Linked DNA regions of Sus scrofa: region 2 is linked to region 1. A link is a contact called in public Hi-C data. All regions are on one chromosome and are shown on one strand. The core of a region is the stretch at or near the end of the contact, and the rest is flanking DNA. Distances in the headings are between cores, read along the strand shown.

What was found. A called contact is a pair of places that touch in the nucleus more often than the background predicts.
Region 2: a contact with region 1 is called in a Hi-C map of skeletal muscle, with 3 times the contacts expected there. A contact is called at or near these places in 3 of 5 promoter capture datasets (fetal liver and liver), 16 of 47 Hi-C or Micro-C datasets (brain, embryonic fibroblasts, epiblast stem cells and 10 more) and 2 of 2 datasets of targeted methods (alveolar macrophages and skeletal muscle).

Annotation. Positions count from the first base shown.
Region 1 is chr5:22,312,146-22,319,254 of Sscrofa11.1, forward strand. ZBTB39 (zinc finger and BTB domain-containing protein 39) reads right to left here and starts at 4,172. Exons shown (of 3, transcript XM_005663904.3): 1 at 4,066-4,172; 2 at 2,336-2,554; 3 at 1-2,333. The coding sequence starts at 2,510. The coding sequence ends at 376.
Region 2 is chr5:22,419,678-22,426,347 of Sscrofa11.1, forward strand. STAT6 (signal transducer and activator of transcription 6, interleukin-4 induced) reads right to left here and starts at 1,771. Exons shown (of 22, transcript NM_001197306.1): 1 at 1,648-1,771.

The sequences.
Region 1 (7,109 bases), core at 2,922-5,421:
TCAGTGAGGCTGTTGGTTGGATTCTTAGCAGCATAAAACCTATCAGTAAACTAAAACTCGAGAGACTGGGGAAGGGGATCTAGTTGATGCTAAGCGCCTGACAAGATCCCAAAACCAGCCTCGAAAAAATCAAAAACACAGCCCTCCATGGGCAGGAAAAGGTAAGGAGGTAAACATGATAGGGCCGTTGCTTCTCAGAAACAGTATCAGTGTTCATGTGCTATTTCTTCTTTTTCTCTTCTTTAAACACAGGACAGAACAGAACTCCTAGAGCAAGGCAAAATTGTAACTTCCGCTGCGGAGGGACCAACAGCCATTAGATAATCAATGTCCTGGCTGCTGCCTGGGGGCTCCCCCGGCTCTGCTGGGACCCAGTCAGCTCTCCGGGTTCTTTTCAGCCTCTTTGGAATGGATAATGTACATGAAGGTCTGCTCGATGGTGAAGTCAGGCGGGAGGCTGCCTTTGTGCACACCGACATGCTTGCTCATGAGGTTAAGGGTGGAGCTGTAGTGGCCACAGACCGTGCAGCGATACATGAGGGCCCCGGAGTGTGTCTTCAAGTGGCACTTGATGGTTGAGCGGCCTCGGAAGAATTTGTGGCACACCTTACACTGGTACGGCTTCTCGCCCGTGTGGATCCGCCGGTGGTAGTTGAACTCACTTGTGTGGGCAAACCTTTTGCCACACACCTTGCAGCTATACTTGCTATTCCCAGGCTGGCCCTGCAGCGCCAGCTCCTCACTCAGGAACTCCTCTGCTGGCAGCTTCCGCTTCTGGAGAGCCGGGTGCTGGAGCCCGAAACCAGGCCGTGCATCAAGGCCACTGTTGCATTTGTGCTGGCTGACATGATAGCGATAGGCAGCCTCTGACTTGAAGCTCTGGCTGCACAAGTGGCAGCGGAAGAGGGTGTCTTCCAGGCTTTGGTGCACAGCCATGTGCTTCTCCAAGAGATGCCAGTCCACAAAGCTGTTCGCACAGACAGAGCAGGAGAAGACCGAGATGCCGAGATGGGAGAGGGTGTGCCACATGAGGCTGCAGAGGTTGAGGTGGCGCTGGTCACAGACACTGCAAGCCTGGCCCTTCAGGTTCAGATGGTCAAGGATGTGGCCCCGGACCACGTGGAAATCTTTGGCCAATGCCTTTCCGCAGGCAGCACATTTCAGCTCTGCGGAGGCTGCCCCTGAGAAGAGACCCAGCTTCCCAGGTAGGGGGTCGTTGGGGTGGACAATGATGTTGTTCTCAAATATTCCATCCCGGCGGTGGAGAGTCAGCTGCCACTGGGTAAAGAACTTAGTTTCACACATGTCGCAGGAGAAGAGAAAAATACCAATATGGGACAGGACATGGGTCACCCGAGAGTTTCGGTCCTGGAAGTGGGTCTCACAGACCTTACAGTTGCCGGTCAGCAGGTCCACGTGGTCCCGAGCATGCTGTCGGATCAGCTGAATGTTGGGCTCTAGAACTTTCTTGCACACCTGGCAGGGCATGGCCTTATTCTCTCGGTTGTCATTCTCTCCAAAAGTCAGCTCATCCTCACTGTCGTCACTCAATTCAATCACCTCCTCAGCTGTGCCTATCTCCTCGGTGGGGTCTTCAAACTGCAAGTCATCGTCCCCAAGGTCCTCCAGCTGGAGCTCATCCATCTGCCCAAAGCTTGGGTCTTTGGAGTGGTCGCTGTTGCTCAGACAGGAGTTGGTCCCAGTGGTAATGTCTATTGCATTGTCAGGGCTGAAGAAGCTGTTTTTACTGAAGTCTCCATTGCTCTGGACTTTGTATGGCTGGCAGGAGCTCGTGCTGGTTTGGATGCCCATGCTGACAGTACCTAGAACCGGCTGGGTCACCATACTGGGCACAGATGTGAAAGGAGCAGGGGCATCGTGGTCTTCTGTCTTTGGCGGCAGTGGCTGCTGGGGCAGAGGCAGGCTATGGTTAGTGTCACTGGTAACATTTCTCTCGTCCTCTTTATAGCTTCCTCCAGCATCACCAGGTAACACACAGTTCCTATCAGGACCAAAGTGCTCCCCTCCACCCCGGAGTTCTCCAAGGGGAGGGACAGGTTCTGCGGAGTTACAACTCAGGGTTCCAGAGTGGCTCTCACTGGTGCTGGTCAGGGGCTTGGCCACCGCAGTGCTCTCCAGGTCAGGAAAGGTGGAGTGACAGGCCCGAAGGAGATCCTCCATACCCAGACGCTCAGCTACCTCATAGATGACCCCAACATTGATCAGGTCCGTGAAGAGCTCTGATGTGTAGACAAAGCTCAGAATCTTCTCAAAGTTGGCAGGGGTGATGAAGTCCACCACATAGGTCCGGGCAGCATCAAGCCCAGTGTTCAGAAGAGGTTCTGGAAGTAGCCAGCCGCACAGGCCAGCACGGCTTTGTGGGCTGGGAAGGAGCGGCTCCCCACCACGATGGTGACATCGCACATGGTCTCTGAGAGCCGGCACTTGTTGAGTTCCTTCAGCAGGTTGTTGGGGTGGTTGGTGCTTTGCAATTTGATTCTCATGCCCATCTTAGCAGCTCCTACGAAGTGGCCTCCTTATCAGCACGGTTAATCTGTGGACAGCAAAAGGAAAAGGTGGGTGGCCAAACACACCCCTGCAGGTGATGAGCTCCTCAAGGGAAAATGCCACCAGTCTGCAGGTTTCCAAGAGAGCAGAAGTGAATGGGCATACACCTGCTCCATCCTGCTGGGGGGCAAAGACAGCAAAAGTGACAGGACAGTGACCTCTCTCCCTGCATATCTCCAAAGACAGAGTCATCATAACAAAATCAAGAAGTACTGAAAAAAATCTGTTAGCTTGGTTTTTATTTAAGAGTTAGTAAGAGAGGCTGTAGGCCTGACTGAACCGAAGCTTGTGCCTTAAAACCAAGCCAGAAGCATCCTCTCAGGCGCAGTCTTCTAGCATTACCAGAGAAACCGGCTCAAATTTTTCTCATATTAATTTCCTCCTGACTACAAGCTTTCCTATCTCACTGAGTATATTCTCTTCCCTTACGATGCCAAATGCCATATACATACTTGAACACAATTATCAAGTTCCATTAGCTGCTGAAAAAAAGATAAGGATGCTCTATGCTTTAGTTTCCTATCTTTGCTGTGTTTTTTCAGGCCCTAAATAAACCTCTTGCTCATTCTTGAGTTCCCATCTCTCTCTACCTGCAATACCTGCCTCCTCTGCTCTCTTCCACAGCCTAGAGCCATTGGGATACGCTTCTCACATTCCCTGTATGCTGCGGGTGAAGTAAAGCACTCAGAACCAAAGAAGTAAAGCAAAGCAGAGCATAACTGTGGTATTTAATATTACCTAAATATGCTTCAATCCCCCCCTTTCAGGATTTATGCTTCTGATCAGAACTAAGAGATTTACTTGATGCCGGTAAGAAGCATCTAGTTATATAGGTAACTCCTAAAGTACTGCTCAGTACCACTTTTTCTCCTTTTTGAGTCCTACACATCGAAGGAAGACAAGCTAGTCGCCTTCTCCTTCAACCTCACGACTAGCCCTGTGCAACACGGCCCCTTTCCCCATCTCACCACTTTCGACTAACTCCCAACTTTTTCTGGGGCCCAGGAAGCTTTAGGAGCATTGTTGGGTACCAGCCAGGCATCTCACGGGCCCTGGTGGCCAAACATCAACCGTCAGCAGGTCGGGGCACCGGGAAGCCCGAGTGGGGAGAGGGAGGGGGCGGTTTCGGAACTTTCGAGAAGGCACCCCAACAACCCCATGGCGCCACAGTCTCCCCTCCGGAGGGTCGAATCCAGGAGGAAGGGCGTTGGATCGGCCTGGGGCACTCCATCTGCGGAGTACCGAGCACCTCGGTCCCTCCCCAAACAACGGGGGACTCCTCGGGGCGACCTCGAGCGGGGGCCAAGGTGGCGGCGGGGCGCGGACCGACGAGGGCAGAGGGATGGGCGGCGGGGCCGGCCGGGGTCGGCGCGCGGCTGGGGGAACCATAGGTCCGAATGAGTGGGGCGAGCAGGAGGGTGCTCAGCGAGAGCGAGAGAAAGAGCAGGACGGGGGTCGGGCCTCGGCCATGGCAGCCCTCGGCCCGGCCGTACTTACCCGGCTCCGCGGGACCCGACGCACCATCGCCGCCGCCGCCTCACACAAAGGCCCCGGCCCGCCGTGCCCGGCCCGACGAGGAGGCGGCGCCGCCGGCCGCGGCCAGACTCTCCATCCGCCGAGCCGCTCGCCGCACCGGCCCGGGCCGCCCCCGCCGCCCGGCCCGCAGCGCCCCCCGCCGTCCCGGAGGAGGCAGCGCCCCCCGCCGCTCGGCCGCAGCGCCCCCAGCCGCCCGGGAGGAGGCAGCGCCCCCCCACGGCGGGGCCGGGCGCCCTGCGAGCCCGCTGAAGCCTCCGAGCCTGCGGCCGCCACCAGCCTCCCCGCCAGGCCCCGCCTCCAACCACCGCGCGGCCCTGGGACTGCCGCTGGACCCCCAGCGGGCTGTAGGGGGGATGTTTCCAAATCCCCATCCCCAGGCCGGGCTTTTCTGAAGCCCTGATCATCTCCAGGTGTAGGACCACTCCCTCCTTGGCTGATACCTGAAGAATCCTATCCCAACTCTAAGCTTAAATCGCCTCCCCTGTTCTACTCTCATATTCCCAGAAGTTTACTCTCAAAATGTCTGCTGTGTAATTTTACATAAAGTTGTAAGATTATTCGGTTAATTTGTATCTCCTCCACTAGGCAGTGAGCTTCAGGAAGGCAGGGGTCTGTGATTCTGCGCACTACTGCCTCCCCTCGCTTACCACACACCACTGTTCCATATGGTAGGTGCTTAATGAAGTCGGCTTGAATGAATGAACCAGCACTTGAGGGCTGCACCCCTGGTGGACCACTCTCTGAAAATTCACTGCGTCTCTTCCTTCCAGCTGGGTGGCCAAATGAAGGAATTCACAGGCTCCCACTGCACCTTGGCAGCTCAGGCCTATTTCTGGCAGTCTGTCTTCCCTGGAGGGGAGAACTTGACACCCCAAAATATGCCTCCTTGGCTGCCAGGATTACTAAGAAGCAGCAGATAGGGGAGAAAACAGTTGAAGTTACTCTTTTCTAAGAGACGTTTACATTTATAAGGGAAATGTCCACTTGTAAGGGTGTCTAGCTTTCTGCACCAGGAAGAGAAGGGTTACTAAATCTCTAGAAACTCAGTTTTCCTGGGTTTCCCCCATGTATATATGTTATTAAATTTCTGTTTCTTTTTTTTTCTGTTAATATTTCATTAACTACTCAGTCAAGAACCTTGAAGGTAGAGGGGAAATAATTTTTCCTCTCCTACTTCCCCAGCTCTTCCTAGAACTCGATTTCTCTGCTTCCACTCACCCTTCTCCTTTAGTGCAGTTACCCTCCAAATGCTCCTGCTCAAGAACTGTCATCAACCCAAAACTACCTGAGCTTAACTGAGAGATGTGATCTAAATCCAGGCATTAGCACCATTACCAGCTCTGAAGTTCTCCTCACAGCATTTGCAGGTCATGAAAGTTTTTTGGCTGAATCTGTGTGGTATTCACAGAGCACAACTTCAGGCTCACAATTTTTTAGTTGGTCATATTTTTTCATTCCTTTTTTCATGTTCCAGTTTCAGGGAGAGCATTTGCTTGGTGGTTAGCAGCTGAGAACACGCATTTAAAGCTTTTGAGAGAATACAGGGCTCCAACAAGACTACTATGATTATTATAAACAGGACAGTTCCCAATGTCTGCAGTGAGCTTCAGACACATGGTCCCCAAGACCCAAAGCAATCAAAATTAAACAAGTCAAAGAAAGAACCCATTAAAGGGGTCACCTCTTTAAGCCAAGAGGCTTGTTCAGTAATCTTATGTAGCTGAGTTTCAGCTTCCCCAGAAGTATCAATTTAGGTACGGTAGGTGGTGTTGGCCATAGTACAGATACCTCCTTGTTTAGTTAAAAGATAATTGAAGGCTATCCTATTATCAAGAACAACTTTGGCCAGAGAGTGTAAGGATTTTTGTGCTTTAGCAGCAGATTCTGCAAAATCTTTTAGAGTTAAGGAGAGATTCCTGATCATAGCCTCATCTGTACTCATTCCTAACCAGGAGGAGGGACCTGCCAAAGGAAGCAAATCCTGAATCATGAAAGCCAGCTGGTAGGTCCTTTCTAATTTGATGATGTAAATTCAGGGGAGTTGACCAAATTCAGGAGGTGTCTGTCTGTGAACAGTTAAGTGCGCAGTTTCCTAAAAGGCATTACCCAGTTATGCACTAGCCATTTTCAGGCATTCCCTAGACCCGAGGAGAATCATAATCACAATAGACAAACATAAACTCTGTCAGGGCACAAACAAATTTTATTAAGGTGGCACTATTAATGGACAGATCAGAGTTTTTATGACAAAATTGGCACCGAAGTGTTACCCCTCTTAGAAATTGCCTAGGAGATATGGATGATGGTGTTACCTTTCCAGACCAAAGCCAGAGTAAAGGAAAGAAAGAAAAGAAGGGCTGCATGTTTAGTTAAAGTAGGAAGTCTAGATCTGGTGTCTTGTGTAGAAGTCTACGTCAATGTCATTTACCCTTCTCCCTTGTCAATTTGATTTTGAAATCTCCAGCTGGTGCACAGTTCCTAAAATCTGAAGGACCCCTTTTCTAGTGGGGGATTTGGACCCAAGGTTCAAGTCTCTGAAGTTTGGCTGCCATCTGGTAGGACCTGGTATAGTCCTTTCCAAGGAGTTTTAAGGGCATTCTTTGTTATTAGTGACTCCAAGTCAGAAGGATGAGAGAAAACTGGAAACATTAGTTTGGAGTGTTGTACCCAGATATTTGAGGAAACTAGAAGAATTTAGCATCTAATCCAGTTTATAGGTATATTGCAAAGCCTCAAAGAGAATTAGCAGAATTAGAATCTAAAGTTTACAAAGGTGAAAACATAATTTTTCTCTCTACAATGATTCCCATCTTTTCCCAAAGATAACATATCAATTTATTTGCATTTAACTTGGCCTGGTTATTTACATAAACTTCTGGGATCATAGTTCATAGGCATAAAATAGGCAGGTATACTAGATGGTATTGTGCTTGACTCTTCAGATCTTAAGGATCCTGTAATATTTTTAGCTAAGGTTTTAGGTCTTTTGGAGCCAAACTAATACC
Region 2 (6,670 bases), core at 521-3,020, 110 kb after region 1:
ACTGGAGAAAAATCAGGGTTAATAAGTCTGTAGTGAAAAGTCTAGAAGGGGGAGAGGCTAGAAAAGGGGGAGAAGAAAAGGGGCAAGAGGAAAGGAGATGGGGGAGTAGGGAAAAGGATTGCCTCCCCATTTCTGGGTGGGCTGCAGGGAGGAGTGGGTAAACCAGTGGTTTCCCAGGGGTCTCTCAGTTCATGTTTCTCAAAATGTCCCTCTTCTCAGAGATGATAGAAAGGATGGGGATGGAAACTCCCTGGGTCTCCCCCAACCCAGTAACCCCAAGTCCTCCGGCTGTACTTTTAGCCTCTCCCCTCTCCCAGTTCTTGCAAAAGGATGGAGAACAGAGGGGCCCCTTTTCTAGACACTCCAGTCCCTCCCCGCAGGCCCTCTCCCCGTGAGCTCTTTTCTCCCAAAGGCAGAATCCTCCCCCATCCTGCTCAGGGTCCTCTAATAGAGTTTTCTCTACGCCCGCCTTGGGGTGGGGCGCCTTTCGGTTGGTGTTTCAACCCAAGGGAGGACTCCATTCCTTTCTTGTCCCTTCCTCTCTCGTTTCTCAAGGTGTTCAGACCTTTGACCCTCTACCCCTACCCTACTGGGGACTGAGATGACCCCTAAGCCATAGGCAGCCCCACCTTTCCTCTACATCCTCTTGTTGAGTGGCCAGCTTCCTGTCCCGGCTCTGGCTTCAAATCTTCCCCCCCTCCATCCCCAGACTGCAAGGGGCTAGATTTTCCCCCACCCACACCCACCGCCCACACACAATAACAAGGCCGTGTCCATTGGCCTGCCAGGCCAGAGACGCCTTCTGCTCTAAGCCCCGCTGAACAGCCGCAGGGAGGGAGGAGCCCCGGCGTGAGGGGGCGGGGCCAGTGTTGCCTTCCCAATAGGGAAGGGAAGCCCCACGTCCAGGATCTTCATCAGCCCGGCTTCGTGGCCTAAACCTCAGCTCAACTCCGACATTCCTGAGCCCTCTGACCGTGGGACCACAGGATCAAAAGTCAAAAGAGTTTCTCCGAGTTGCCCAATGTGTGTATGTGGAGGTGGGGGCGGGGAGGGATGCGGGGAGGCGGAGCCAGGTCAGCACGAGGAGGGTTAACTCCGTGACGCGCCGGGACCAGCGTGGAGCAGTTTTGAGGGGGAAATTCCCCCTCCTCTGGGGCACCATGAGGTCTACATCTGGGGCTCGCTCACCCCCTAGCCACACCCTTGAACGGGAACCTTTATGGGGGGGCCTGGTAGGGGTTTGTCAAGACCCACTACGCCCAGGCATCAGCCTACCAGGGAGGGGCAGCCACTTTCCCCCACCGCAGACGGCAGAGGGACACCTCCTTTCCCTCCTTTCCCTGCCTTTGCGCGTCCCTGTAGGTGCAGGGACGCGGGGGTGGGGGTGGGGGTGAGGGAGGGGCTGGAAAAAGTGAACCACGGCATGGAGGGGTTGAGGGGGGAAGTGCTAGGCCTGTACCCAGCCCAGATTCCTCTGATATTTCGAAACTGCCAAAACTCAGTACCACCAGCGACCAGCCCCAGCTGAAACAATTTCTTGGGGACCATCCACTCTGCCCAGGGAGGATTCTGAGAGGCCCTCCCCCACCCCCCACACACTCATAGTCAGATGCCCCCCAACCCCCCCTCCTGGAGGTATCCCCTCACCTTGGCAACCCCTCTGCTGTCTTCTCCCTCTCTCAGCGGGCACTGCCAGGCCCCATGGGTCTGTAGCTCTGTCCAGCGGGTTCAGGGCTGGCCCTGCTAGCACCCTCCCTCCAGCACCACTAAAAAGAAAACACGCACACACACACAGTCACACATACACACACACACACACACACACACACACAAAATCCTCTCCCGTCCTCCTCTTCAGTGTAAGCAGTGGCTGCCCCAGCCCGCTGTTTCCGGCTTCTCCGACTACCCAGGTCCCTCCCTGGACCTCTGACGACACAGAGAAGAGAAAGTGGGCTGGAGGAGGAAGAGGAAGAAAGTGGGGTGAGCGTATCTGCCTCCTGTCCCGGGGAGGGGAGCATGGGGTGAGGGGAGCCAGGACTGGGATTTGGGGGGCCCTGGGGCCTGGCTGGAAGGGAGGTTGATCCCCATTTACCCTGTCCCCCATAAAAGCAATAAACTTTTCTCTAGAAAGTCACCTAATGTCAAGTAGAGACATACTGCCTCTCTCATACTCAAAACTTTCGCAGGGGCTGGAGTTTGGGCTCACCAGGGACTGGGCTCCCCCCGGGGCCTCTGGAAGACGAAACCCCTCAGGGCTCTGCGCTCCCTCCAGTGGAGGACCCTGAAAGCAGGCAAGGAGCTCCAGTCTACTCCGTCCGGAACTCCTAGGTTCCCCTCCCTTCTAGGTGGGGACCGCCTTAGAGGTCTCGTGACCGCTGACGGGAGCGTGTGGGGGAGGGGACCCAGAAGCTCAGAATGCTGGAGGACTCCAGGGGTCCTCGGACTGAAAGTCATCTCTGCCCCCTCTTCACAGGGGACTATTCTCAGACCCAGGTGGGAGCCAGCAAAAGCTGGAGTTGCTGCCTGATTCCCAAGGGTCAAGTTTGAATATGAATCTGCTGTGCAGCCTTGGCAAAGTTCCCAACTGTTTCTGGGGTAAACACTGAGACACACCCAGAAACAAACACACATACACAATTTCCCTGGCCACAAGATTCCCCCCCCCAACACGCACACATACTTACACACACGTGCAGGCAGTCTCGAAGACATGTCTGCACTCAGAGCCACATGCAGTCACAAGGGGACACACACTCACACACAAGGCTTGCTCAGCTTCTGAGTCATCATCATAACTAGTGGATGGTTTCTGCAGCTTTTGCTGGAGGAGGAGCTGGAGAAGGCCAAGGGACTCCGAGAGCTATTCAGGCCCCTAAACCTGAGAAGTGGTGTGGGCAAAGGGTGGTCTCTGAGGGGCGGTGGAAGATGGGAGGTGGTTTCTACTCCCCTCCTTTCTCCCCAAACAGGGCTGGGCTCAGGGGCCAAAGCCAGGCCTATGCTGCCCCCTGGTGTCTGAACAGATTCCCAAAGCCCAGCTCCTTCCACTTGGGTTCATGTGGAACAGGTGGCAACCAGCCAGGCAGCAGAGGATAGCAATTAAGACCCTGGCCTCTGGAGACAGGCTACGTGAGTTCAAATCTTGCCAGTGCTGCTAACTGCACAACTCTGGGCAGTTCACTCTTTGTGCTTCAGTTTTGCCATCTGTAAAACAGAGCAAATAATAGTCTTGACTTACAAAGTGTGAGAGTGAAATGCAATAATACATGTGAAAGCTTAGAAAAATGCCTGGCACATAGTAAACGTTAGGCACTATTATTATTATTATTACTTTTTGGTCTTTTTAGGGCCACACCCGTGGCATATGGAGGTCCCCAGGCTAGGGGTCAAATCGGAGCTACAGCTGCTGGCAATACGGAAACCGAGCTGCACCTGCAACCTACACCACAGTTCACAGCAATGCCAGATCCTTAACCCACTGAGCAATGCCAGAGATCAAACCTGCATCCTCATGGATGCTAGTCAGATTCATTTCCACTGAGCCACGATGGGAACTCCAGGCACTATTTTTATGTCCCAGAATAAGCCAGGCAGAAGGGCCTCTATCCTACATCAGAGTCCCCAGATTTGAGGGTAATATTACCACCACAAAGAGTCTATTGGAGGTATGTGTGTTTACTGTGTCAGGAAAGCAGCCATTTGAAGAGGAGGGAGGGCTGGGATGGAGCTGGTGGGGAGGGGATCTGTCCATGGATCTAGAAGACAGGCAATGCTAGGATCGCACTGTGTGCACAAAGGTGCTCAAGCCGCATGCGCTTTGTGTGCTCCCGGGTGCCCACTCAGCCTGTCAGCAGCGCAGACAGTGGCTGAATTCAGGCTTCACCATCTAAGGGTCTTTGGGAGGCCAAGTCCCCCTGAACTTTGGCAAGACAAGGGGCAGAGAGAATGCAGTCTCTAACTTCGGCTCTTTTGTGGGGAGATAGGAAGGTGAGGGGCACCTACTGGTAAGAAAATAGTATTTATGGCAGTTCCCGTCGTGGCTCAGTGATTAATGAGTATGACTAGGAACCGTGAGGTTGTAGGTTGGATCCCTGGCCTTGCTCAGTGGGTTAAGGATCCGGCATTGCCATGAGCTGTGGTGTAGGTCACAGACGTGGCTCAGATCCTGCGTTGCTGTGGCTCTGGCAGAGGCTACACCTCTGATTCGACCCCTAGCCTGGGAACCTCCATATGCCATACGGGAGTGGCTCTAGAAAAGGCAAAAACAAAACAAAACAAAACAAAAGCAAAGCACGAGGAGCTGGGGGACTTAAACAATGAAAGGATTTCTTTGTGTCACAGTACCAGAGGCTGGAAGACCAAAATCAAGGTGTTGGCAGGGCTGGTCCCCTCTGAGGGCTGAAAGAGAATTGATTGGTTCCAGGCTTTTCTCCTTGTCTTGTAGATGGCCATCTTCAAGCTCACCTGGTGTTCTCCCAGCTTGCAAGTCTGACTCCTAATTTTCCCTACAAGCACACCAGTCATATTGGATTGGGGCCCACCCTAAGGACCTCATTTAAACTTGATTACCTCTGTAAAGACCCCATCTCCAGGAGTTCCCATTGTGGCTCCGTGGGTAAAGAATCCAACTAGTATCCAAGAGGATGGGGGTTCGATCCCTGGCCTCACTGATCATCACAATGTTGCCAAAAGTCACAGATGCTGCTCTGATGCTGCATCTCTGTGGCTGTGGTATAGACTAGCAGCTGCAGCTCTGCTTCGACTCCTGGCCCAGGAATTTCCATAGGCTACAAGTGTGGCTTTAAAAAGAGAAAAAAGACCCTTTCTTCAGATAAGGTCATATTCTGAGATCCTTGGTGTTCTTCATGTGAATATGAATTTTTGAGAGACATAGGAATTCAACAGACTAATATAAGAATTTTCAAGAGACACAGTTCAACCCGTGACAGTGAGCCTTGACCAGCATTTCTTAAAAACCAAGTAGGTAGAATAGGAAATATCAGAATGCATCACATATAGTTAGGATAAGTAGTGTCTAATGAAACTTGTTTCAGTTTTATAAATTTATGTGAGTTCTAGTAGGTCTTGATGTAAAAGATACTTTTCAGTGCTAGTTGTGATCAGAAACAAGCACCATTTGGATGTTGGTAACCTTCCCAAATCCAATATCACTTTGCTTTGCCCTTTTTTTTTTTTCTTTTTAGGGCCACACCTGTGGCATATGGAGGTTCCCAGGCTAGGGGTTGAATAGGAGCTATAGCTGCTGACCTACACCACAGCCACGGCAACTCGGGATCCGAGCTGCATCTATGACCTACACCACAGCTCACAGCAATGCTGGATCCTTAAACCCACTGAGTGAGGCTAGGGATGGAACCCACAACCTCATGATTCCTAGTTGGATTCGTTTCCACTGTGCCATGATGGAAACTCCTGCATTGCTCTTTAATTGTTTTATGGGTACATCCTTCTCCAAGGACATAAGCTCCTGGAGGGCAGGAACACATATAATCTTGTAAACACCATTGTGAAGCTAGAAAAAACAACATTCATTCTTGTCAGTGAATGCAAAGACTACCATTTACTGAGTGTTTCCTGTACACTTGGTGCTGGGCTTTACACTAGGTTTACATACACTAAGCGGTTTTGTTTGTTTGTTTGTTTTGTTTTGTTTTCCAATTTTTTTTGCTTTTTAGGGCTGCACCAGTTGGCATATGGAAATTCCCAGGCTAGGAGTTGAATGGGAGCTATAGGTGCTGGCCTATACCACAGCCCCAGCAATGCCAGATCAGAACCATGTCTGCGATCTACACCACAGCTCACGGTAACACCGGATCCTTAACCCACTGAGTGAGGCCAGGGATCAAACTCATGCCCTCACAGGTACTAGTCGGGTTTGTTACCACTGAGCCACGACGGGAACTCCCTACACTGAGTTTGCATATACTGGTGTATGTTTTACATACACTAAGAACTAAGTGATGGATTGATGGCAGGAGCTCAGTTCATTTCACAGACAAGATGAGTGAGTACCACATTCGGGAGCACTGGGCAGCAACCTGGGATTTATGGAGGACTGGGGGATAGAAGGAAAAGTTCATGGAAGAAGTATGGAAAGATGTTGTGGGCCCCTGGACAGCTCTGTCTCCCCAGCCTTTGTCATTCTCCCCAAATTTTCATCCACCTTGATATCAACTCACCATTTATATTAAAGGAAACAGAGGCCATTGGTTTGGCTTTGGGCAGATTACTGGGTCAAGAGCTGGGTCAGGAACTGGAAATTCCTCCAGTTTCCTGCTCCCTGCCCACAGACCTTTCATCAGCACCTGCAGCTCCCTACAGGCTCAGAAGAGAGGGTGTCCCTGTCTCTGCCCCTGTCCAAACTGTGATCTGCCACCTGTGCTCAGGGCCCTTCTTTCTGCCTCCCCAGGCACTGTCCCATTAATTGTCCCCTCCATCTTCCAAATCTCTAGCCTCTTATTCTCTAATTATTTTTTTTTTGTCTTTATTCTCTAATTATTACAGCTCTTGACCCAGTAATCTGCCCAAAGCCAAAGAGCTGGCAAGTAAGCTGGGATTTGAACCCAGTTAGTGTGGCATAAGCACTGATGCCCTTAAGGAGTATGCTGCACATCTTCTCAATGGAAGGTGAAAAATAGCTGGCCTTTAAAAA